Regions from separate parts of the Rattus norvegicus genome. Here region 1 is linked to region 2. The links are chromatin contacts, called in public Hi-C maps. All regions are on one chromosome and are shown on one strand. The core of a region is the stretch at or near the end of the contact, and the rest is flanking DNA. Distances in the headings are between cores, read along the strand shown.

Region 1 (5,953 bases), core at 2,034-4,533, 220 kb before region 2:
TTTGGAGGATAAGGCAGAGTAAGTCTGGCTCACTGCCAGGTGTTTACACACTGCCAAATCTGGCTCAGATTCAACTAGGGGAGGGGGTTGGAAATCCACCAGAATTCTCCGGAGAACAGCTCCTAGGCTTTCTGGGGCTACATGGCAGTAGCGCCATTTATTTATTAATTTATTTACTTACTGTTTTGTTTTGTTTTTTTCTCTCTTCCGTTTTGTGAGGAATGTTATTTCCACGCATAAAAAGAACCAGGCATTTTATACGAGCAATAATAACCTAGCATCCCTGATCCAATGAAAGTATTTTACTGCAACAATCATTGTAAGAGCGGATTACGTGTTCCAGAGAACAGGAAAAGAACGTTGGTCTGAGTTAGATACTTGGAAGCCAGTCTCCCATGCAACCCCGTGAGACATAGATTTGTATATATGTATATATTAAATGTACCCACTATCTCTACAACCCCGGGCTTTCCTCTGGGGGGTGGGGAATCCCTTCCGAATCACCAACACAACAGGTAAAGAGCAGCGAAGCCAGACCTACCCATCTCTTAACCCCACTTTCAAGCAGCAGACCGCTATGTTTTGAAAGTGAAACGTGCGCACGCACACACACACACACACACACACACACACACACACACACACAGAGCGAGCGAGCGAGCGAGAGAGAGAGAGAGAGAGAGAGAGAGAGAAAGTCAGTCCTGAATTATCATCATCTTCATGATTATTTTGAATCTTGCCTCCCCGTTCCTTGTTGTACCCTCCTCTGGCTGAGGATGGTTTGGGAGCTGAAAGTGAATGAGCTCCGTTTTCCCTCTCCTTTCCAGGGGGGAGGGGGTGGTGGCTAGCGATGACGTCAGTTGTGTCTGTGTGTGGAGTCCTTCTTGCTCTCCTTTGGTAGCTGGAAAGTGGGAGCTTTGAGGATACATTTGATTGGCATGATGGCAGAGTTTGGGTCCCCCGAAGGTGACTTCGGGTAAATAGGAGAGTCAGTGCAGTGTTAAGAAAGGTCTACACCAAGGGAAAACAGCAGCAAACTGCCTGAGAGTGGTGTGTAAGGGGTGGGATCGCGAAAGCCTCTGCTCGCTCCCAGGCTGCAGCGAAGGGGGAACCCCTAATATAGCTTTAAGGCGTCCCAGGACAGGGCAAGGTTGTTTATGCAGTGAGGGAATCTCCCAGACAGAAGAGGCAAAACTTTCCTTCTCTCCTCCATCGCTGCCCCCCTTCACCACCCCTCGTTTTATTAAAGGCATTTCCACAGATTCATTTAGAAGGGAAAATGGATGTTGAGGCGTTTGGAAGGTTTGCAGCCCTCGCAAAGTGTCCGGTTTCACTACGGAGCAGCGACGGGGAGAGAGGGAGGGTGAAGAGGGAGAACTTAAATCTACTATGGGCTCATAAAAGTACCCAAAGAGAAAAGCGCCAGAGTCTGGTGAAGGCTGGCAGAGTGTGCGCTACGAAGGTCTGACCCAGCCGTGAATGACATGCTACCGGCTTTAAAAGCAAGGACCCGGGAGAGGCAGTGTGGGTGGCTATAGTGGTGGGGGTGGATCCCAGAGGCAAGCTTCAGGCAGAGAGCAACTTTGGGGTACTTCTGGGACTTCTAAGTCTGGCAATCAAAACTACCTGGCCCATGCCTACTTTGAGGCTAGCCAGGCTACTGAAGAATTACTTAAGAATATCAAAAAGTAAAGAGAAATGAACGGTTCCCTGCACTTTTTTCACAGGCAATCCATCTGGGTCCTGTACCTTTCCCTCCCATACCCGGACAATGTCTGTCTGCACATCCCCAGCACCACCTAAGTGTTCTGGGTTCCCGGGAGGATCAGCTATCTCTAGCCCATGGTCTTAGACAGGCACCGAGCTCCCAAGTGCAGCTCCCCAGAGGCCGGGCAGCATCCCTTCTCAGCGCGCCCATTCTGCAGATGGGTTAAAGCGAGTCTCGCTTCCGTGGTCCCTGCGCTGCTCCAGGGGCGACTCCCGCATACCCACCAACCACCCTCACCCCCATACATCCACGAGCGACCCGGAGGGGTCGGTAGAGACAAGCGGGATGGTCTACCTGACAGGGCACCCCTTTCGCCTTACCTGTGATCACGGCTGGAGACTTCTGGCCACCTTCGGCTCTCAGCCACACTTGCAGCGTGAAGGCGTCGCGGGGCAGCTCCAAGTCGGCCCGGAGACGCAGCTGCTCCCCTCGCCCGCTGAAATAGAGCGCCCGGCTCGGCGGGCTCGGCTCCTCGGCGCCCCTCGCCGCCCGCTGCTGCCGCCGCCGGGGGACGCGCACGGCTTCCCAGGCACCGCCCGGAGGCGGCGGCGGCGAGGCGCGGCGACCGCGGGCCGCCCGGGTGGCGCAGGTGGCCGGTCCGGCGGCGGGGCGCGGGGGGCGCACGGCCCGAGGGTCTCTCCGGGCCCGGCGGGGGCGCTCGGCCAGCCCGCAGCCCAGCGCGGCGCTCAGCAGCCCCAGGCGCAGCACCCAACTCCAGAGCCGCATGTCCGACGGTCCCCCCCGCCCCCCCTGCGCCCCTGCACCGCCGCCCAGAGCTGCCAGCTTAGCTCCCGCCTAGTCTCTGATCCCCTTCTCGTGAGAGCCCCCTTTCCACTTGCTTTTTCCTTTTCTTTCTCGCTTTCCTCCTCAAGGTGTGTGCTCCACTCCCCCCACCTTTCAAAAATACAGTCCAACTCCTCCTGGTTGGCAATTAATTTCTCTCCCCGCTCCTTTATCTGCCTTATTTACCCCCTCTAACAGCTGGATGCCTTCCTCCTTGTTTTATTTCATTTTATTTTATATATTTCTAGCTCTTCAAAAAAAATCTCCTCTAACACACTGATCAGCTGAATTCCCTCCCTCCCCCCAAGATGCTCTCATTTCTTTATTTTTTGCGTCCTTTATAACACAAGCCACAGCCCCCTTCTCCCCCCCCGCCCCCTCCCCTCCCTCCTTCTTCACGAAATGAAAGGAAAGAGGGGGAAAAATCCCTTAGAAGATGAGTAAACAAGCGTGTGCTAATCTGTTCGCCAGCACTCCACCTTCCCAATTGAATGAGTCCCTGTTCAAACTGCGGGGATCATGACCAATCAATCGGTTCGGAGAGGCCGATCCACCCAGCCTTCCTCTACTTTGCAGTTTGTCTCCTTCCCTTCGCTTCAGCTTCTCCACCCCCTCGTTCTTCTTCTACTTCTTCTTTTTTTAAAGAAGACAATCTTAAAGTAACAATTTAATGCAATTCTGTACACACCCCCTTACGGTCCTCCCTGCTCTGCTCATTCCAGCTCAAAACACACGCGTTCTGGTTTGTTTTGCTTTGCTTTGCTCTCCCGTCACCCCCGCCCCTTATTTTTATTTTTATTTTGCCTCGTGGCGGGAGAGAGAAATCTTTCAGAGTCTCATTTGCCCTTTGCTGTTACACGTCTCCCTTTTCCACAACACGTAATGCGTTGAAACTTAATTCTCACAGTCTTTCTCATCTTCCTCCCTCCCTCTTTCTTTCTCTTTCTCCCGCTTTTCTTCTCTTTCTCTGTCCCCTTCCTTCATTCCCCTCATTTTCCCCTTCCTTTCTTTCTTTGACTTTTTTCTTTTTTTGCCTTTCTCCTCTTCCCCTCACCAAATTTTCTTAAAGTTATACTGTAGTAAGTTGGCTCTCCTCTTCCCTGAGCCCCCGATGCTAACTTTCAGGCTTCAGACTCATTTCCCAAATCTTCATAGATTGAACAGAACATCAGAGGAGAAGTGTTTCCAGGGCATCTCCCTTTGAGGCACTGTGGACCAGTGCTTTGCCCCCATCATTGCCCCTGAATAATCCTAAAGCATTCAGTTGGTCATTGAACATACTTTTTGTTGAATATACATGGAAAGAAAGTATGGATTTGCCCAATTTCAACCTTAAAAACAATCCAAGCCTCCTAATGCTGTCCCAGGTAGTAGTCTGCTGCTTGTGGCTCTACATTTTGAACTGAAACATGTATTTCGTATTTCTTTTTTTTCTTTCCCCCCTCTTTATGGAACTCAAAAGCTCCCCCTTATGGCAAAACAGTTCTCTTTCCTTCGAGTGTTTAATAAGTCAAAATGACTTAGCCATGGTGGTTTAGAAATTATTAGTTCCTTGCCAGTCTGTCCAAATAGTATCACTATAAAAAGATGTCATTCCAGGTAGAATGTATGGTGGAAAACTGAGGTGTAGTTGATGCTACTAATTAGTGACTTGCTGTCCCGTGGTATTCCCATCCTCCGGGCTGTTCCAGATCCTTCCTTAGAGTTAGGATCTTTGCTACATGCTCCAGGGAGGGAGAGAACCATCGGAGACTATTCGCTGGTAAATGGATATAGATTTGTAAGACGGCCAATGACTCAGATCTCCTCTCCATAAAAGCTGAAATGTGGTAAGCAGGGATCATGGCACTGATCTGCAAGCCAGCTATCGCAGTTTTGTGTCCTCCTGTTCAGGGAAGAGCTTGCTATATAGTGTAAGGCTAAGAGTTCTGGGACTCAGGTTCTCTACTCACAAAGTGATGCTCTTTCCACCCTCCACTCTTTAGAGACTGGAAGGAAAGAAAAGAAGATAATGTGTACAATGCCACGGGTAAAAACATTCCCTTGGCAAACCTCTCACTGTCTACAACTTTGATTCACTTACACAAGCTAGGAGGCTGTCCTCAAAGAAGGAAAAATATGGAGGATGAATTGCATAAACACTCTCATTCAGTATTCCCCTCCCCAATGATATCTGAAATGTGATTACTGCTTACTTCGGTTATAACAACTAGTATTGTATTTGGAGACTGCATTTCCGGAGGTTTATAAGCCATCCTGTACAATAGTTTTAATATTTGTAGTTTTAATATTTTAGAATTTCATCCACTTTCTAACCAGGAATGAGAATAGGAGGCACATCAACTTCCAACACATACACAACTTGACCTCCTGCTAGCCATTTCTCTGTAGCCATCCATTCTGTTACTTTTACAATGAGAGTATGCACTTCACAGCTTATTCTGAGTAGGAAAATTTCTGAGCTGTAGAATCTGTCTATGAGCACCTTGTATTCAGCTGTTCCCATCAAGCTCAAATTGCTCCTTGGGTCCTTACTTAGATCAAAATATCTTCTTCCCCTCTGAAAGTGAATGAAAGGAAAGAATAGATATTATAGGTTGTCTTACTCATCCTTAAATTCATTGGGAATGTTTGGGAAAACCTTTTACTGACATATTACTAAATGGATGATTAGTAATATACAGCTAGGCCAGCTAAGTGGCACGGTGGGTAAAGGCCAAGTCTGCTGACCTGAGTTCAATCACTGGGACCCACATGGTGAAAAGTAAAATAAAAGTTTAGCCGTCTAATTACCCTTTCACCTCACCTGTCTTGGAGGCTACTCATACCCTTTGTGTGCAAATGGATTTACTTGTTTTTATGCTGGAGTCTCATTGATGAATCACACACTGTGGCCCACAGGCCATTCTAACCCATGGCTTACACACGGCCTCTGCATTGACTTACATGTAAAATAATGATTCATCCTGTACTGCTATCCCCTGTTAAATTAGTCATGTAGTCTCTTGTAGATTTTTTCCTTATTTTTATCTTTCCATTTCTCCCCCATTTTAGTACCAGAAACTATGCAGCTATGCTACTAGATCCCATTTAGTCTTGTCAAACCTACCCAGTCCCTGGTTCCCTTCTCAGGGTCACTCTTAGGTTTCTGAAGAAACTTTTGGTACCAAACCCTTCTTACTCTGTACTTTCAATCCTTGGGGCATACTCCCACAACATGCATCTTATCTGGAAGTAGTTGAAAGCTCTATATGAAGCCCAGAAGGCTACAGGGTGCTATGGAAGTTAGAGTAACAATGAAGTAGCACCTTAGAGTCATAGATGAGTTTGAGTGGCCCAAAGTACTGAGTTCTGAGTCCCTGTGACCTGGGTTCCTATGATCTTCAGCAAGTCTTAGTTTTT
Region 2 (5,631 bases), core at 362-2,861:
GGTGGTACTACAGCTCTATATTTACACACATTTTATAGTCCAACAGATAAAAACATGGTGAGTGAGAGAAGCTTTGGAAGAACTACTTGGTCTCTGGCTCTTAGCTGGACAAGTGATTTAGTTCCTCTGTTCTTTCTCTTCTTTATTAGTCAAATCTATGTAAGAATTTCCCAGGGTTATTGTACCGATTAAAAGATTTTGTACAATGCAAACTACTTTGAAAGTATTTGGAAACTAAAAGACTATATTAAAGAAGTCTACTATAATTAATATTGAATATTCCAATTTTCTCTTTGGAATAGAAATAATTTGCTTTCCAACTGGTTAAAAAAAACAAAACAAACAAAAAAAATATGAAGAAACAATTCTTGCCCTAAGCCATGTGGTTTACTCCGAGGTAATAGGGAGACTAAATTAAAGTTTTATTTCCTCCTTCAAAATACATTTCTTGGCACTGGAGTGATAGCTCAGGGGTTAAGAGCATTTATTGCTCTTCAAAAGGATCAGGGTTTGATTCCCAACAACCAAGTGGTAGCTCATAGCTATTTGTAAATTGATTCCCAGTGTATCAGATGCCTTCTTCTCGCACTTGTGGGCAGGGCACACATAGTTCACATAACACACACAGTATCTCCTTGTTCCCGAAATTCCAGTTTAACCCTCAGCCAACTCCAAGGTAGAAGGAGAAACAAAATGACCATGTAAAAACCTGCTACATGGTCTTCAGTTGAAAAGCGGATGATTAGAGAATCTGTTTATAGTACTTATTGACTCTGTTGCCTTGCTAACCACTACACAGTATCTTAATGAATCCCTATAAAATCTCTAAAAAGTTCAATTTTACTGCTTTTTCTGTAAAAATGGGAAGATTAAACTTTAGACACTATATTATTATGAAGATCTGCATTTAGCCTGAGATTCATCTGGTAACCAAACCCATGAGTTAGTGGTTGTTGTTTTTTGTTTTGCTTTTTTGTTTGTTTGTTTTACACGGCCTTGTAACACTTTCATGAATGAGGACAAAGCTGCCTAAAGATGGTTAGAAATTAGTAAGCATGATCCGTTTTAACCTTAATCCACAGAACTCCCCCTGAGTCCTTCTCATCATAGCCGCATTGTATTACTAGCAAATGTGAATGTCTTGATGAATTAGGCAAACGCTCCAATTGCCTGTACATTGCAACATCTTTCCTTCAAAGGCCAGGGAATGTAGACTGTGCGTTCTTTGTCCAGCTTGTCGGAATGCGTCAACACTGTCTGGGAGGCACAGAGGTGGATGCCTTCCTAGCAGGGGTGAAGCCTCCTTTTGAATATCCAGCTCCTGTATTTGTATCACGGCCATGTACTGTGTACTACTGAGCCAAGAAATGAAGGGGCCTATGGTCCCAGCCACCTCAGATTACGAAAGCCAAGGAAAATGTGCAAATCACATGAAAGAAAAAAAGAAAACAGGCAGTCCCCAAACATCTTTATTCGTTCAGTTTTCTGCCCTCAGACTTTGATTGCAGCCTTGCACTTCAAGACAAATCTCAGCAGCTGGACACTAAGCAAATCAGAGGCAGAGAAACTGTATAGATGCTTAAGTTTCGAAAGCATGAACTTCTGTCCAATGACTTGGATAAAGGACTCAGTGTGAAGGGAGGGGAGCCTGGTGCTAGGCTGTGTCAGAGTCAGCCTTCTGAGGAACTTTTAGACATGTCTATGCATGCCTCAACTTGCCTGATAAACCAGACATAAGTAGCCTGCTTGCTGGGAACCGCAATGAAACAGTCAGAGGAAATGAAGGATTAGGAAGGAGAAACAAAAGATTACAAACTAAAATTTGTTAATGAGAGCGAGGCTGCTTAACCACTGCTATGACTGGCTAGCAAGAAGCTAAGCTACCCACCACTGCATGGTACCATTGATAAGTTCCAGAGTTTGGATTTTTATAACCATTCATACCAACTCTCCACACAATCCTGATATATGGGCAGTGTTTGCCACATTTTATAAATTGAAAAACATCTGACATCAAGCAGTACAGTAACAGTTTAATGTATGTAATCCAACCAAAAACTGACACAAATGAGAAACATGTTATTAGCACACATTTCATCAGATTTGTACCTTGAGCTGCCCCTATGGATAATAAACAATGATAAAAAACAATAAATTTATAATACAACCTTGTGTTTTTAGAATGAATAATAACTGTTGTATACTGTCCTTGCAATATTCAAGTGATATATAATGTTCGAGTCTTGTATACTGAACAGATAAATTTAAAAAGAAGGCTTGCTTCTAGGACAAGTTTGTGTAAACTGATTTAAACTATTTAGCCCTGGAAAGTTTTCTCCCTTCAATGAATAGAAAGGGGATTTATTTTAAGATGAAGAAAAGAAGGAAACAGCTCTTTGAGGGATAAACGAATAGGCAGGTCCAGTCTCTTGTTATAGCATGATATGATATATCTATTATAGCTTGTTATAACTATTATGATAAGATCTCTTTTTAAAAAAAAAGGCCAAGAAGACCAAGTGGAACAGTATGAACAATAAAATATGTCATACCAGCCTGGCCAGCTTAGTTAATAGTCTATGTATTAATGAAAGTAGGAAGGTGGGCAGAGTAAATCAATCAGACTTCATTTCCCTTACAAGGTTATTATGTTGATTGGGATTCTATGGTTTCAAGTAAATGAATCAAACTTGAGGTAGAATGGGAAGTGGGAATATGTGGAAACTGATAGAAGCACATCACGATTTTCCTTGAAAAAGCATGGAAGATAATGTATATGTGAAAAAGAATACTGGAGCTTGGTGGAGGGTAAGGTAAGAAGACACTCAAGGGGATGATGGCAAAATCCAAACACCAAAGCCCTTAGCTGCTGTCTTTACAGAAGTTTGATTCTAAGCTAAATCCAACTGAAAGCCACCAAAATAAGGAATAATGTTGTCAGAATTATGAGAAAAAAACACACAAGCTGCTACACAATATATAAAAAAAGAGGTGGATATTGGTCTATGGTTATGTCTATAACAGTATCCTTGGTTCATTAGATTAAAGACAGTAAGTTCACAGGGACTCTACGAGATATCCAGAAGGAATCCTGGGCTAAAATAAGAAATTGTAGGCATTAAGATGTTAACGAAGCCATACTGGTGTGCCAGAATATGAAGCATGCTGGTAAGAGGTGAGAAAATGTGGAAGAATCTGAACATGGAACCACATCTCCCTCCAGCACACATGAAACCTATTGCAGGTACTTGTCACACGTGAAGTAGACGTTTCATAATCTTTGTGAATCTGGGACTTGTTGTAAATGTAACAGAATACCATGACCACAGCAACCTATGGGGGAGAGTTTATTCTGGCTTATAGTTTCAAAAGAGGATTCTGTAGTGAAGAGGGAGGCATGACATCAGGGAGCTGGTCAGTCACATTTCCACCTGTACACACTGGAAGCAGAGAGAGAAAGCTAAAAATGTAACAGGGTTATAAACCCTCACAGCTCTGCCTCTGTGTTTTCTCCAGCAAAGTCCTAAGTTCTAACAATTCCATTAACTCCCCAAATAAGATAGCAAACTTGGGATCATGTATTCAAATATTTGCCTTATTCAGACTGTTAGTGACCATTATTTAATTTAAGGTCCTGGAGACTGAGTAGAGTCTCATATATAACCCATGGGAGTAGTAGGACTAACCTATATTTCCACAGCATGTTTAGGTTTCTATTTAGAGAGAGAGAGAGAGAGAGAGAGAGAGAGAGAGAGAGAGAGAGAGAGAGAGAGACTAAATAGTCATGGTGGTCTTGAACCAATGCTATGCCTCAGGCAGGCTTTGAATTATGATTCTCTTGCCTCACTTTCCTGAGTAGCTGGATTTCCAAAGGATGTCAAGAGGTCTAGCTCTCCAATAAATATTTAACCTGAAGCTGCTGGAGGTCTTAGTCCCAGAGACTAAATATAAGGTTGGTCAAAACTGTAGGACTACAAGTAAAAGTGCTCACTTGCTAGTGTGAGGACATGAGGTTGATTTTGGCTCGCATTTTCAAAGCTGATCATGGTGACACATGCTTGTCATCCTGTCACAGGGGTGATGAAACAGGGAGATTCCAGGGTCTTACTGGTCAGCCTGGTCTAGCTTATTGGCAAGACCCTTACCAGTGATAGATCCTGTATCAGAAAACAAGGAGGATACCTCCTAAAGAACAACAGCCCATTCTGCCCTTGGCATTCCTCATGCACATGCACATGCAAATGTTTACACCTATGAAAATAAATGCAATGCTCTCAACCTTGAGAAAACGCAAATCAAAATCACACTGAAGCCAGGAAAATGACTCATTGATTACAGTGACTTGTACTCTTCCAGAGGAACTGAATTTGGTTGCTATTACCCAGTATAGCCAGCTCACAGTCAACAATATGTACTTCTAACTCCAAGTAATCCAGTGTGCTCTTCCTCTTACCTCTACAGGCACACATGAATCTCTCTCTGTCTCTCTCTGTCTCTGTCTCTGTCTCTGTTTCCCCCCCCCCGTGTGTGTATGTATGTAAGAGAGAACTTTCTCTTTCAGATTTATATTCAGAGAAAGAGAGAGAAAGAGAGGGAGTGGGGGAAGGGAGGGGGAAGGAGGGAAGGGGAGAGAGAGAGAAAGGAAATTACCCAGAATTGAGCTAATTCAACCATTTATGAAAAGATTGTACATAAAGAAAATAAGATATGCCAAGAAATGGAATAGTATTCAGCTGTAAAGAGGTATCATACATTAACATTTGCAAGATCATGAATAAACCTTGAAACAATTTGCTAAGTGAATGAAGCCAGTTACCGAAGACCACATTTTGGATGACTTCACTTACATAAAATGTTAAAGATAGCCAAATCCATAGAGACTGAAAGTAGATTAGTGGTTGCCAGGGACTGGGCAGAAGGGGAAAAATTGGGAGTGTCTGCAATAAGACTTGGGTTTCTTTGATGTGATGTAAATATTCAGGACTTCCACAGTGGTTAGCCTTACACAAGTTTGTGACTACATCCAAACCACCAAATTTTAAAAGGTGACTTTCTTGGCATGTGATCTGTATCTCAATACCATTTTGCAGAAAAGACATAAAATTCAGAAAACCAAAAGATGTGGTAACCACAGTTGCATGCATTATGAGTAAGTGCCCTAGGTGAGGAATGAGAGAACTGTTTCAGTCAGTTACAGAAAGGTCTTGGGTAAACCTGGCTGAAGAGACTGGAGACAGGAAACAAAGCAAGCTTAACTCATTCAACATAGTTTATGAAAGGCAAATCACACGTGCCATTGAGATGAGGAAAGTTAAATGGAAGAAAGATGGATAGCAAAGGGTTTCTTTGAATAATGGAGATGAAAAGTTGGAAAGAGGGAGTCTAGAAAATTTTTATCATAACTGGGCTGGAGACAGCAGAAGCAAGTTGAAAGTTAATGGAAGAGGACATGGATTGAGTTTTATTTGCAATTAATCTGGGAGATGATATAATGAGAACAGTAGACTGAATGTAAATCTGGAAAAAAAAAGGTGTGGAGAGGTTCCCTGGAACTGTGAAGAACAAATGCTTAGTTGGAGAGGAACATTAACTATCAGTTACTGCAGTGGAAAGAAATGGTGGATGCATGGA

The links. Hi-C and Micro-C count contacts between places; a contact is called where the count stands out from the background.
Region 1: a contact with region 2 is called in a Hi-C map of Schwann cells, with 2.5 times the contacts expected there. The contact joins the promoter of Pappa here to the enhancer-like site in region 2. A contact is called at or near these places in 2 of 12 Hi-C or Micro-C datasets (Schwann cells and mammary epithelial cells).

The regions. Positions count from the first base shown.
Region 1 is chr5:83,510,688-83,516,640 of GRCr8, reverse strand. It overlaps Pappa (pappalysin), which reads right to left and starts at 3,283. Exons shown (of 22, transcript NM_001401319.1): 1 at 2,089-3,283. The coding sequence starts at 2,494.
Region 2 is chr5:83,288,066-83,293,696 of GRCr8, reverse strand. No RefSeq gene overlaps it. Among named protein-coding and RNA genes, the nearest start is that of Pappa, 220 kb to the left of the region's middle. Within about 2 kb of position 1,611, at least 11 of the 93 cell types and tissues checked have an H3K27ac peak or open chromatin away from gene starts, as enhancers often do. A contact at or near this core is called in Schwann cells, where this site is marked.